3 separate regions of the Danio rerio genome follow, and regions 1 and 2 are each linked to region 3. The links are chromatin contacts, called in public Hi-C and HiCAR-type maps. All regions are on one chromosome and are shown on one strand. Each heading gives the region's core, a stretch centred on a gene start, on an enhancer-like site or on the middle of the called end of the contact. The rest is flanking DNA. Distances are from core to core; before and after follow the strand shown.

Evidence for each region. Hi-C and Micro-C count contacts between places; a contact is called where the count stands out from the background. HiCAR-type assays count read pairs that join an accessible place to other places.
Region 1: a contact with region 3 is called in a Hi-C map of hematopoietic stem cells, with 2.6 times the contacts expected there. The contact joins the promoter of sufu here to the promoter of oga in region 3. A contact is called at or near these places in 4 of 18 Hi-C or Micro-C datasets (caudal fin, embryo, hematopoietic stem cells and 1 more) and 1 of 4 datasets of contacts at active chromatin or transcription factors (caudal fin).
Region 2: a HiCAR-type map of caudal fin shows a contact between it and region 3, with 6 times the contacts expected there. The contact joins the promoter of zmp:0000000662 here to the promoter of oga in region 3. A contact is called at or near these places in 3 of 18 Hi-C or Micro-C datasets (caudal fin, fibroblasts and an unstated tissue) and 2 of 4 datasets of contacts at active chromatin or transcription factors (caudal fin and embryo).

Annotation. Positions count from the first base shown.
Region 1 is chr13:12,249,822-12,254,404 of GRCz12tu, forward strand. It overlaps sufu (suppressor of fused homolog (Drosophila)), which reads left to right and starts at 1,907. Exons shown (of 13, transcript NM_201309.1): 1 at 1,907-2,233; 2 at 2,452-2,586. The coding sequence starts at 2,082.
Region 2 is chr13:12,221,202-12,225,792 of GRCz12tu, forward strand. zmp:0000000662 reads right to left here and starts at 1,619. Exons shown (of 11, transcript XR_012389191.1): 1 at 1,452-1,619.
Region 3 is chr13:12,419,048-12,423,419 of GRCz12tu, forward strand. oga (O-GlcNAcase) reads right to left here and starts at 2,231. Exons shown (of 16, transcript NM_001305556.1): 1 at 1,556-2,231; 2 at 1,285-1,336; 3 at 118-215; 4 at 1-31. The coding sequence starts at 1,715. pprc1 (PPARG related coactivator 1) reads right to left here. Exons shown (of 14, transcript XM_001338200.9): 14 at 4,287-4,372.

The sequences.
Region 1 (4,583 bases), core at 657-3,156, 170 kb before region 3:
TACAAAAAAAAAAAAACATGTTATGTAACAAACAATCAAAACAAGAAACGGTATATAACTTAAACCTCACAGGGGTCACTGGATTGAACTTGAGAAATAAATTTGTCAAATAAATCAAGAAATTAACGCAGAGTAGCCAAAGATTTTCTTATGAAGCCAGTCCTTAAAAATCTGAGTCTCTCCATCTGAATAACAGATATCATGTCAGAAATCCAGTTCTGGCATGAAGGGGCCAAGGGTCAAAGGGGATTTTAGCCACGACCATGCCCTGCATTAAAGACTTTTGCATTGTTTGAGGGAGAGATGTATTTTGTAAGAAGCCAACGTCTGCTAAGCCTTGCAGTACTACGCATATTACAGTTACTCTTACTGGCACAATCAGAAGTGTAAATTTTTTTTTATCAAAGTTGTAAATATACAAAACATTGCTGTATTTTACTTTTTTTGTTCATTCAACAAGAAATAAAATCCTGCTAATAAATATTGAAGAAATATAAGTAGCCTACCTAACATATTTGTAGATTTCACTGTACTTATTAACATGTTTGTTTTATAATTAATTTAAGTTCAACGGAATGGAAATCTTTCAACGGAATGGAAAGATTTTACTGCTGCATCTGACTGAGCAATGAAGTGTTCATTACTCAGATAGACATACAGATAGACATACAGTAATAGTAAAAATGAAAATGAAAACTAAAGTAGGCCTGCAGCACCTACCATGTCATGACACGACTGTTTTTTATGTGTAAAACTTGAAATGAAACACAGAACACGTTTTTGGTATCCAAATACCAAGAAGCTTTTGTCTTATTTTACAATAAGTATATTTAAAAAGAAAACAATGTCAAGCAACGCGATCTGCTTTGTTGTAAATCTCAAACCAACAAAATATCAGTTTTAGGATATAATGGAGAACAAGGTCCATTGCATTTACAATCAAAAATAAACAAATAAACAAACAAATAAATAAATAAACAAACAAACAGACCGAATAAAATGCAGCAAATGTCCAGCAGGTGGCAATAAACATTAGTGTTTTTAATGGAAAACTAATATATTAATGAAATCTCTGGCGTATTAAACCCCCATTGATTAAACCACATACAAAAGCTGAGAAGTATTATTTAAAATTAGATTGCGTGCGTAAATCTATTGAAAATGTAAAAAATTAAAATAAAAAAAAATTGGGCAAAACGAAAACATGAAAAACGTACATTGAAAAATAAATAAAATATAGTAAAAAACACAGGAAATAGGGTAGGAACAAATGGCAATATTTATAAATCTTAATATAAAATATAAAAAAGATAAATAAAAAGTTGGTAATAGTAAGAAAGAAATATGTGACAAATGTTAAAGATGGGGAATTAGAAAAAGTCTATAAAATATATGATATTTTAATGCATGGTGTGTACAAGTAGGAATATATAAATTTGAATTAAAAATGTAGTTAGCAGGAGAAAATAAACAAGACACTAATTAAAGTAATTAAAAAGTTTGAAAGAAATTTGAAAATGGCACGTTTAATTTTTATTTATTTTAGAATGGGCTAAAACTAAACTTCCACCATTTCTATTTCTATGAACTTCCACAAATGGTTCTGTCTATGGAAATATAATATTGGTACATTGTAATAAAATAAATTCATTTTTAAGAAGCATTATGAAAACAAAATAATTTCAAAAATATCGTAAATTAATACTAAATAAACACAATATGAGTTGATTCATGTTGATGGCATTTTTGTTATGGATGCCACAGAGTCCCGCCTACACATGGATCAACAAGAAACTCCGCAAAACATTCGTCCAATCACATCGCCGCTCTCACATCGTTCCTTTCTAACGGCAATTCTCATTGAGTGGATGATGTGTCAGTCACAGTAGCAACGTCCCTTTTCTGGACATCAAACCACAGAGGAAAAACTGCAACAGGGGCTTCACTGAGGGGGCGAAAGTGTAACAAAGCGTTTTCCAGCACCGGTGACTTTATCGCCTTTTCCAATACGGAAGTTGAAAAGAACAACACATTTTCTTGCTTTTCGAGAACTTTTCCCTGTTTGGCGCGGCCGTGCGGGGATGGATGAGATGCGGCCTAGCAGCGGAGCAGCAGCACACCTCGGCCTCGCCTCGATCTTTCCCCCGGGATTGCAGGCCATTTATGGGGAATGCAGACGTCTGTATCCCGACCAGGCGAACCCGCTGCAAGTCACAGCCATTGTGAAGTATTGGTGAGACGCCTGAAACATTCAAATGTCATGTCGTTGCTTGTTATGTGCGCATTAAAGCAGCAAAATAATTGAATATAGCTTGCAGAATAGTTTCACAGATTATAGTTTTCCTTTCTAGCCTGAAAGGAAGAAGTACTTCTAGGCAGAAAACAAATTTTCCAGTGAACCTTTTCTCCATCTCAATATATCACCCTTTTCTCTCAAAATCCTCCTTTCAGGTTAGGTGGTCCAGATCCTCTGGATTACATTAGTATGTACAGAAACGTGGGATGTCCTGGACAAGACGTACCAGAACATTGGCACTATGTCAGCCTGGGTCTCAGTGACTTGTATGGAGACAACAGAGTTCACGAGTAAGAATGTCATATTATAACAGGTCATGACCTTACAGTGTTGTTTTGTTACAACAGGACAGCTAGTCTAGTTCAAGCCATGTTGTTATTTACCTGAAAGTGGAGATCAAACTTAGAAAACAATTCATAAAACACTTCATATTTAAAAAAAAAAAAAAATCAAAAATTTTCTAAATGTAAGACCTTGTGGTTCTAAACCATGATAGTGAAACAGTATTTTTCAAAAGAGCCAAGGCACTTCAACAAAAAAGACCTTTATTTTGAGGAAAACCATGATCAGAACTGGACAGCAAAAATATAATAAACAAGGCTGCAACACCAAAGATCCAAAAATACCAATTTATTAAATGAAGAAGGCTAGCACAATGCATGTAACGTTTTGAGCACATGGTCTTTTCATCAGACTGTATTCATCACAGCATGTTGCTCCTTTTATTCGGGGCATTCTCCCAGAAACCATTTTCACTTATAAAAACGCAACAGGGCCTGACCTACGCTTGTCGTTCTCAAAAAAAAAAAAAAATCATACAAAAACAAACATAAAATCAACTTGAGTGGATAGAACACATCCTTGATCTCCGTCAGCTTCTTATTTATCAAATGATGTCACTTCTGAGTCTTAGCCTTAAAAAAAGTTTTATTCAATTCAATTTAGCTTTATTTGTATAGCGCTTTTACAATGTAGATTGTGTCAAAGCAGCTTCACATAAATGGTCATAGCAACTGGATCAGGGTAGTTCAGTTTTTAGTGTTTAAGTTCAGTTCAGTTTAGCTCAGTTCAGTGTGGTTTGAAGTCATTATTGAGAGTCCAAACACTGAAGAGCAAATTCATCGATGAGTAGCTTTTCAGATCCTGAACCATGCAAGCCAGTGGCGACAGCGGAGAGGGAAAAAAAATTCACCAATAGGAGAGTGAAGAAAAAAACTTTGAGAGAACCAGACTCAGTTCGGCACGACCGTTTTAATGCAAGCATTTTATGTTAAATTTAATGCAAATGTGACAGGACACAGAAACATGTGGACAATTGTAAATTTGTTTGTTATATATTTGTAGCATTTATTTGTAGAACCTATTTATAACTTCATGTTTTTATTAGATCAATCAATGTAAATGATAACAACTTAAACTTATGAAGTATTCATAAGTGAAGTATTGTTCTTCTAAATTGCAGTTTATAGCTAAACAAAACTATTAAAGCTGTAGAAACAACTTGGCTGAGGAGAATGACAATGACAGAGTTTACAATGTAAAGTGTTTTAAATGAAGAAACAAATGAAGACATGTTCCTTTACAGAATTCAACCCCAGAAATCAACCATCACTCCATTTTAGACATTTTTGGGATGAAATACTGTTTATTTACTGCATTTATGTTTTTATTTCTGGGACAGATAATGTATGTTTCTGGTAGAATGTCCCATATACTTCTGGATCAGTTGATCTCATACGTAATCTTACCACAAAAAAATAGAAAAATGCACATTAGTACATTACACAACTTACACATTCAAAATAAAAATACAAAAATAAATCAATCCAAATACAACAAAAAAAGCAACAAAACATAGCCAGAAAACTTTTACCCAAACAACTGAATAAACATTATATAGTATATCATATATAATATATATAAAGTATATCAGATTCCTTATTTAAACCTCTTGGAGACAACCCATCTAGAGTGGAAATCCAAAAGGCTTCATGTTTTAACAGCCATTTATTAAGATCTGACTTATGCAGAGTTCAGACTGCATGATTTCAGCCCCGATTTTGACTCACCCACAGGTTTTGAGCAATCGCAGACAAATTCCTGAAATCACAGGCAAATAGCTGCTCGTTCACGCGAGTAACAATCACACAGTGTGAACTATCCAAGACGCTATCTGAGATAATCGCTGATGAGTCGCCGACACCTGTGAGAAATTTGGCACGCTAAATATCTGGAGCTGTCGCCGATTCAAATCATACCGTGTAAAATGAGTTTCGACTGAAAATAA
Region 2 (4,591 bases), core at 369-2,868, 200 kb before region 3:
AGTATGTTGTTTTCACGAGCAGGTTGCTGCTGCGACAGGGGTGTGGGCGAGGATCGTGATGCTGGCTCAGCATGGTGATGTCGATCGGCAATGTATGATGGCATCGACCCAACCCTAATCCTCATATAGTTACAAGCGTCAAAAACACTTGCGAAATGATTATTATAATCCAATCTCAACATTGCATTTACTCACAATGTGACTATTGCGAATGATCACACTGCAATATCGATACTGAAAAAACATTTAACACAGCCCTAGTTTATATGGACATGTTTGTTCATAAACCCATCATTTCTCAAAGCCATAATTTTATTCACATATAATTTTTTTTTTACTATATTCGCATATTTTTTAATAGATTTACAAATTTTTTACTATACATGCTATATAATTGGCTATATGTAACAGTTATCATTGTCGGATAACAGTTAACAGTCGGATCATTTGGGTTGTTTAAGTTATGCCAAAAAGACTTTTAATATTTCACCTTCATTTCCTTGCATAGATCAATTTCTCACAAGCTGCATAAAATGTTAAACTCAGGACTTTTTGGTCAAAACCTCCCCCCTTGAAATACAACACTGCAATATTTAATCTCAGTGCCATTTGAAAATAGAAAATCATACATTATTAGTGATCTGCTTTCATTAAAGAAATAGGTGAAAATGAAATGAATAAACAATCACAAGTGTAAAGTAAAAAGCAGCATATACTCTCTTCTGCTTCGTTTTTTTTATGCACCATGTGTTATTCTGCTTATTTATTTATTATGTATATTGGTATGAATCTCAGTTTATTTTGTATGTAAATACTGACAGATTTGTGTGTAAGTTTAAGGGACACAACAATTATGCATTAAAATTTATGTTAACTCCCATTTTTGTGTCAATTAATTTCATAATGTAATGTTAATATGTCAAAATATATGCTAAGCATTTAGAACATGAAAAAAAATTGATAGCATAGGAAAATTTAAAAAAATACATAGTATATTTTTGTCATAGGTACAACAGTGTCACTGTGTAAACAAACCCTTATAAAAAGTGTTGAAATCCTCATAAAATGAAGGTGGTTATCTTTGTCAATGAAAGCTGAAACAATTACTGATACATGACACTTCCATTTTGGCACGAACATGCAGTTTATATGACGCACAAGTATTAAACAAAGACTTTATGAAACAAATCAGCTATATCAGCACCACTTAAATCATTCTCTGCAATCTCAAACTTGTTTAAAAAGGATTTCGGGAACTTTTCAGATCAAGAAAAGCTGAAAAATCGCATAAACATCTTCGTCGCAAACTAGACCACATAAAACCAACTAAAATAAGAACACCATCTTCACATGTTACAAATCTGTCGTGATTTAATGTCACGTATGGAAACGGCAAGAACTGTCCCTTGTTTTTAATATTTGGGTGTATTTTAAAGACGGTCGCCTCCCACCTGCAGTGTGTGTGTTGTGTCATCATGGCAGCTCGCGGCTTTTTCGCCTCAACAGAAAAGCGCTTCAGCACAGCTTATCCTCGAAAAAATAAACAGTTTACACACCTGTCACGACCGCACACTGACTCAAAACTACCGTCAACTGCAAACAGACGACTTCCTTTCCTCCTCTTTCTTCTTCGTTAGATTTTATGTTTAAACGGTAAACTAGAATCACCCATTACCGCCGCTTACTGGAGCTCTCGGGAATTCATCAGCTTCCACACTGAGCTGTATTACAATATCATCTACATATAGAGTCGAGCAATTCCATGCAAATGTCAACCTTGCCATAAAAAAATTAAGTTTTTGACCAAAATAGCTAAACCTTTTCTTAATAAGTTTATTATTGTAGGCTTGTATTTTACTGTACAGGCCCCATTGGTACAGGCCTGTAGCCCACCTGGTGAAAGGGGTGGTTCTTTTTTCTTTTTTTCTTTGTGAAGTTAAAGGCCTCATTTAGACTACTATTTTATTAGGAGATTTAAATACCGCATTTTATTGACATTTAAAGTACTATTTTAGGTAAAATAGATTATTATGGGATGGTCATCAAAACCAAAAAAATACATTTGAAAATTCATAGTCCAAATAGTATTTAAATTCACTTTTGGTTGGTGCTTTACTTTTCATTGGTCATTTTTTATTTCAAGAATAAGGTCCAAGATTTTGAAGAAAAGTTACTTGTCAAATATTTGCTCTATAAAACAATACATTAGCGAAAGACGACTTCCCTTACATCAGATTGTATGTTTTCTTGCACGGCTGGATGTTGAATTCATGAAAAATTATAGTTAGCATTGGCTAAAACTGAGTCACACCAAAGCGACAGCCAACAGAGGATTCCACTTGGTCTTAAAACATTTATCGGTAGGTTATTTTAACTATTTATGATGGCATAGCAGTCAAAATAGGACAAATGAGCTCATGTGGGACAAATTCTGGAAATTGTGGGATTTCCAAAAGAAAGGTTCTGGAAACCTCTGTCAGTGAGGGGTGGGTCTTCTAAACCACCCGAATTCCCTCCTCATAAACCCCATCAAATAGAAATTACAAAATACTATTTTGTATTTAAAACTTGTATTTGAAATATGTGTATCATAAATACTGTCCATCTCTTATTTAAACAATTATATTTAATTTACTAAATTCACAAACGTGGCAATTTCACATCTGTCACATCCATAGCGGAGAGAGATGTCACACCCATAACAAAGCGTTTTCCTTATAAATGCAAACCTGTCACATAAAATTAAATCAATGATTTTTGTTCTAGTGAGCCGACAATAATCCTTTTGATTAGCGTTTTTACTGTTGGGTTGTGCAGTTTAATTTACAGAATTTCCACAGAACATGTTGTACACAATACTGTAAACTCGCAGACTTATTTTTATCGCTGCTTATTTTCCTCCTTTAAAATATTAAAAAGGTTACAGATTGACATTTATCTGATCTCATAACTCTGTGTTGAGTAGTTTAGGAAAATATAAACAGTTGTTTTAATATAATGTTAAAATATCCTTTCTATGTGAATTTATACTTACAGTTTTTTACTGCAGATGTCACTTCCATAACGCTGGACTTGCTTAGTTATTAGTTATAATGTAGTTAAATTCAGGGATCAGCAAAAATACAATGAAGTTAATACATTTTATTTTCAAATGCATCACAAAAAACTACACATTTTTGTATTTTAAAAATATATGAAAAAATACTACGAAATACTTTTACAAGGGAGCATGAACTTTCTTTTTTTAATTTTGAAACTTTTTATTTAAGATTTTTCAATCTTTTTTTTTTTTTTTCAGAACAATCCCTTCCCCAAGGCGACGCCATTGCGCAGTAGGTAGTGGTAGGTCAGCTGGCATTTCTGTGTGGAGTTTGCAAGTTCTCCCCGTGTTGGCGTAGGTTTCCTCCCGGTGCTGTGGTTTCCCCCACAAGTTCAAAAACATGCGGTACAAGGTGAATGGGTAAGCTATAATTGTCCGTAGTGTATGTGTGTGGATGAGAGTGTATGGATGTTCCCTAGTGATGGTTTGCAACTGAAATGGCATCCGCAGTGTAAAACATATGCTGAATAAGTTGGCGGTTTATTATGCTGTGGCGACATCAGTTTAATATAGGGACTTAGTTGAAAAGAAAATGATTGAATGACTGAATTAATGAATGAATGAATGAACCCCTTCCCCAACAGTTTAACCCTTTACAGAAGAGGAAATAAATCAAAAAGAAAGATAAAAACTTTTTTTAAATAAAATAAGAAAAATACAATATATATCTCACATCTAATCCATAACTTTGGTAAACAGTCATGAGCTCATTCATGCCAGTCTGGAGCACAAGCTTCTTTTAAGTTTATAGATTTTTATCTTTCAAGCTGAAACTTGTTGACTTTGCCTTTGTTCCAGGTCTTTTCTCTCTTAAGTTTTTTTTTTCTATAAAGGAATTGAGCTGTTTAAAAGCAAAGTGCGGTGTCTATGCAAAAGCTGAAACTGATCAAAATTCCTGTAAAGTTTTTACAGCAGTTTGGATTTTGAAATCACCTTCGTTTTTCTGATATGGGAAAATTGAAGCAGGAGATTTTGTTACAAGACAGAACAGATGACACTCACAAACACAGGGCCTGTTTTAGTACTTTTTAGGATCTATTTTGACCAAATGTGTAGTTACTGCACTTTGCCTTTGTAGGGCAGTATAATACTAACATACTTTTTCTCTGCTTTATCAGGGGTCTCCACAGCACAATGAACCACCAACAACACTGGCACATTGTAAAAATATGCAGAAATGTTTAGCTTTACGTATTTTGTGATTCATGTTTTACGTTTTCCTCCTGTTTATTTATGCTTTTGAATTGATTTTTTGACCTTGATCTTTCTTTCAAGAACTTTTTTTTAAAAGGGAGTTTTATTAACATTTTTAATAGTTTAAGTTATATATTGTCTGGGTTGGTGGTGTATACAATTTAAAAAAACAGTACATTTTCTTTTATTTTACAGACATTCTCTATTTATTATTTATTATAAATTATATTATTTTAAACTTTATACAGTGCTCAGCATAATTAAGTACACCCCATTTTGAAAATTAATATTTGTATC
Region 3 (4,372 bases), core at 981-3,480:
TTAGCAGCACTTATCAAAGTTGTGAGTTGCTCTTTAAAAAAAACAAGAGAGAGAATTACACTCAAACATTTTAAATCATTTAAAATGTTTAGAACTTCAAATGACAGGATTTATTACCTGCTTCCTCAACAGAATACATTTCTCTCCAAAACATTCTGTGTTTGTAGTCATCTTTTGGGGCATACAAATATGTGTTCAAGCCCCATTTCTGCTGCCTGAAACAACAAATAAAATAAAAAAACTCAGATAAATACCAGAGTCCTGTTGAATACCCCTCCCCCCACTGGACTGTGTTCACACAGTGGTTTTTGGTTCTGAACCCTGGTATGTTTACATCATCACAAGGGCAGATGTTACTAAGTAACACCAGTGCAGTGGAAGCCACGAAACAACTGGATATCATTGCTAGGATGCCTCAAAGATGAACTTTGCACTTTAAAATGTAGCTTTACTTTTAATTTGCCAACACTGAGCAGCACATGCATCTATTTATCATGAATTTAATGTAAAAGTTAAAATAAGCAAGAGTCATCTTGTGACATAACATCCTATTTGGTTCAGTCTTTAATCCATTTTGCATTCATATTTTAGTCAAACTGCACCAAAACTTGTCTAGAAATGGACTGCAAGTGCCGTGTCAGTGGTATTGGACTGATTGTTTGCTGTGCACCAAGTTCCAGATGACAGGGTTTATATATATATATATATATATATATATATATATATATATATATATATATGTGTGTGTGGTTGTTATTGTGTTTGTCTACACTATACAGCCAAAAACACAAGATAAATGATGACTCCTGCTCAAGTGCATGTTTTGCCGGCATGCATGCTTGCAGTCTACTACTAGTGTACTATGAAAGGGGCTTGACATATCACAGGGAACAATGCAGAGTACTCCAGAAGTCCAGAGAGCAACTATGGCTAGCCACATTTCTGTTTCCAAAAGTTTGTTTCAGGCCATTTATATTCACCAGAATTTCTTAATTAAACTGGGGTCTTTGGCTTGTTTAAAACACCTTTGCCAACAATAACCATAAAAATACTTATGCGTTTTAAAATAAAAGTGCACTAACGTTAGTGTAAACGACACCCAACTGAACCAAACCTACCACTCGTGAGCACACGCTATATGCCAGAATACTTCCGGTAGAAAAAACAAAATTACATTATAGTGAAACTATGCAAAATAACTACAAATTTAACCCATGCAAGCACAATTAAAGAAAGGAATGGGATAAAAGAAAATGGCAGGATAATGGCACATGCTTGCAATACCTCCTGAAAAGCTCTTTCCTTTGTTCCATAGTCCATGGCCGTCCATAGAAGCCTGTTGTGAGCAACAAATACAGAAATGAAAATGTTTTCACAAACACGACAAATTCCACACACACATGCGACAAACAATAAATATTAAAAAAATTATAAATGTTATATTTGTATGTTTTTTGCGTTAAACAATGTCGGTATCTAACTAACTGAAGCTATTGTAACAGCTGTTTCCACCTAAAGTTTCATGGCATTATATTGAATTTACGTAAATTCTCACCCTCCACAACACCGGTGATGAATTTCCTGCGGCCTGTTCGCTCAATCTCGATGGTGGGCTCGTCAACTGGACACTGGGTATCTGCAACCGCTTCCACTGGCACTGGAATAACTTCAACCTCTGGCTGCGACGACTCGATTATTTTGTCTTTCTGAACCATATTGAATCGTTCCTAATAACAGTTGTCGTAGATATCAGATTTGTAATCAGCCAACGCTTTTCTTCCGCAGGAAAACAGACTCTTCACCCAATTCAGTTTCTGGGTTAGTAGGCCATTGAGTCACCGGTAGGTGGAAATTCAGTCGGATGAAACTGAAACGATCTGCATGAACCAACTGCAGATGTTTTCGTTTTTTATCACAACAGTCATTCGCGTACAATACTGATTTCTTTCTGGACTGTATGTAGTCCGTTTGCGATCTGTCTTTTAACGATGCGTTAGTCTGTACCGCCAGTTAACGTTAGCATAACCCGCTTTTTCTCTTTTCGCTTTAGTTCAGTCACGTCACATCATGTGCGGAAAATACATTTATGATTTAACCAAGCATCTTACTGTACACATGCTTCGCGTCTTCAAAAAGAGATTGTCTGCGTAACGCCGCGTTCATCGACAGTGTTTAATTTTGCACTCTTCTTCCTGTTTACACTTACTGCGCAGGCTCAGGAAACTGGTTTGAGCCAGTAACGGACGGTTTGTGCGAGTCTGAAAACAAATCTCTAGCCTGCCTCTTAAAGGGGCAGCAGCGAGAATTTCAGCTTTTGTCGAGTTTCAGTGAGAATCGTGGATGGCAAAAGTTAATTTAATTCATCTTATAAACATTTAGAATAAGATAGATACATGTTTTTGCTAGGCCAGACTCTGCTGTGTTGTTGAATTATAAAAGAGACAACAACATAGTTACAACATTATTACAACTATCACCACTAAGTTACTACAAAAACAAACAACAATGCAATGTGTTTCTTGTGTAGTTTATTAGCAATGTATTCATTTTGACAAATAAATCAATATGCATAAATTATAGTTAGAAATTAGCTTGTGCATCATTTCAAATCTCTTTCCACTTTTTGTTTTAATCCAAATATGTATTTTGACAAAATGAGCATTTTTAGGCTAAGTTTAATAATGATTCCTTTCAGAAATGTTATATTATGTACATAATAGTTTAAAGATTAACACATTGTATTAAAGTAATGCTTTGTAATCTGTTGTTGGGAAGACTTCAATACTTTTTTTAATGTAACATTTATATTTTTTAGTTTACCACATTAGAAGTTGCATCAACTGCATGAATCTTCCAATTAAAACCTGTAAAATGCTGGATTTCTTTATCAGCCACATTAGCAACTAGTTCTCTACACCTCACAAACCTGGCCATTGTCCTCAGCAGTCTTTCTCAATTACCAGCTGTCGCCCTAGATTATTCTTGACAGCACTTGTCAGTTTCTCATAAATAAAACAAATCACCTAGTTATTATTGGTTTAGCAGGAGCTGCTTTGAAACCTTACGCCTGAGATTGGGGATTTATCATTCATCACCTTTGATTTATCACCTTTGAAAAATGCAGATCTAAATCTTTCTTGATCAACAGAGTACCACAGGGCTTGGTAATGGGGCCTCTCATTTATGAAAATTTGGTCCCTTGCAATAACAATCTCGGTCTGAGAAAGTGCAAGGTCTAAATCTTTAAATCAAACTTTGATAAGACAGGAGAACATTTCTAACATTCAAATAATAAACTTATTTACGTTCATGACTACGTAGGTAGGGTACAGTAAAGGTTATCCTTGCTCATTGATTGCAACCTATTCAGGATTCTGCTGCATGTTTTCTCTAGCATATTTGCAAGAGTGGTCTTTTAGTCATTGTCTTAAAGGTATGCTATGGTAGAGCACAATCTTTATCTTTGAACTGCTCCACCCATTACACACTGTGACCTTGGCAAAGATTGCAAGCACTAAACTCCACAAACCAAGTTTTAAGGTTACAGCTCCCAAGCCAGGCAAGTGTCGTCTTCAGTCTTTTCACCCCTTTATTGTGTGAAGATCCATATATAGTCATTTCATTGATTGTATGTGTGTGTGTGTGTGTGTGTGTGTGTATATATATATATATATATATATATATATATATATATATATATATATATATATATATATATATATATATATGTGTATCTATCTATCTATCTATCTATAGTAAGCAGCTCAAACGTCTTGTATTAACCCCTGTAACATTGCAAGGTTTATTCAATGAGTATTTGATTAAGTGCCCTTTATAGGGTTAAACAGCAGTTGTTCAAGACTACTAAAGCTTCCGAAAAACATCTGCAATGGACATGTACAGAACTAAGTTTCAGTGAATGAGCGCCACCTGGTGGTTCTATTACAAGGAAATGCAGTCACTATTTTTAAAACTAATTTTTCACTGCAAGAGTCTTTATTAGCAATTACCAGCCACTTTTAGAAAGAAAGAAATTATATATATATATATATATATATATATATATATATATATATATATATATATATATATAAATAAAATACAAGCCCAATAGCCATTGCACCTATTTTTTCACTAAAAAATTGAATATCAATTAAAATGACAATGCACAATTAATTTCCATACACAATTTTCAGTTCCTGTAAAATCAAGGGAAACTCAGTTTATTTTTATACAGTATTGCAGACAGAATAACACATCTGAGAAAAGTCAACACAAATAAATTCTTTCATCTTGGGTTTATTTACCTTGACGAACTTGTTTATAAATCTTTATACCCCAACATAATGTTTCCATTCAATTCCTCTTAAAA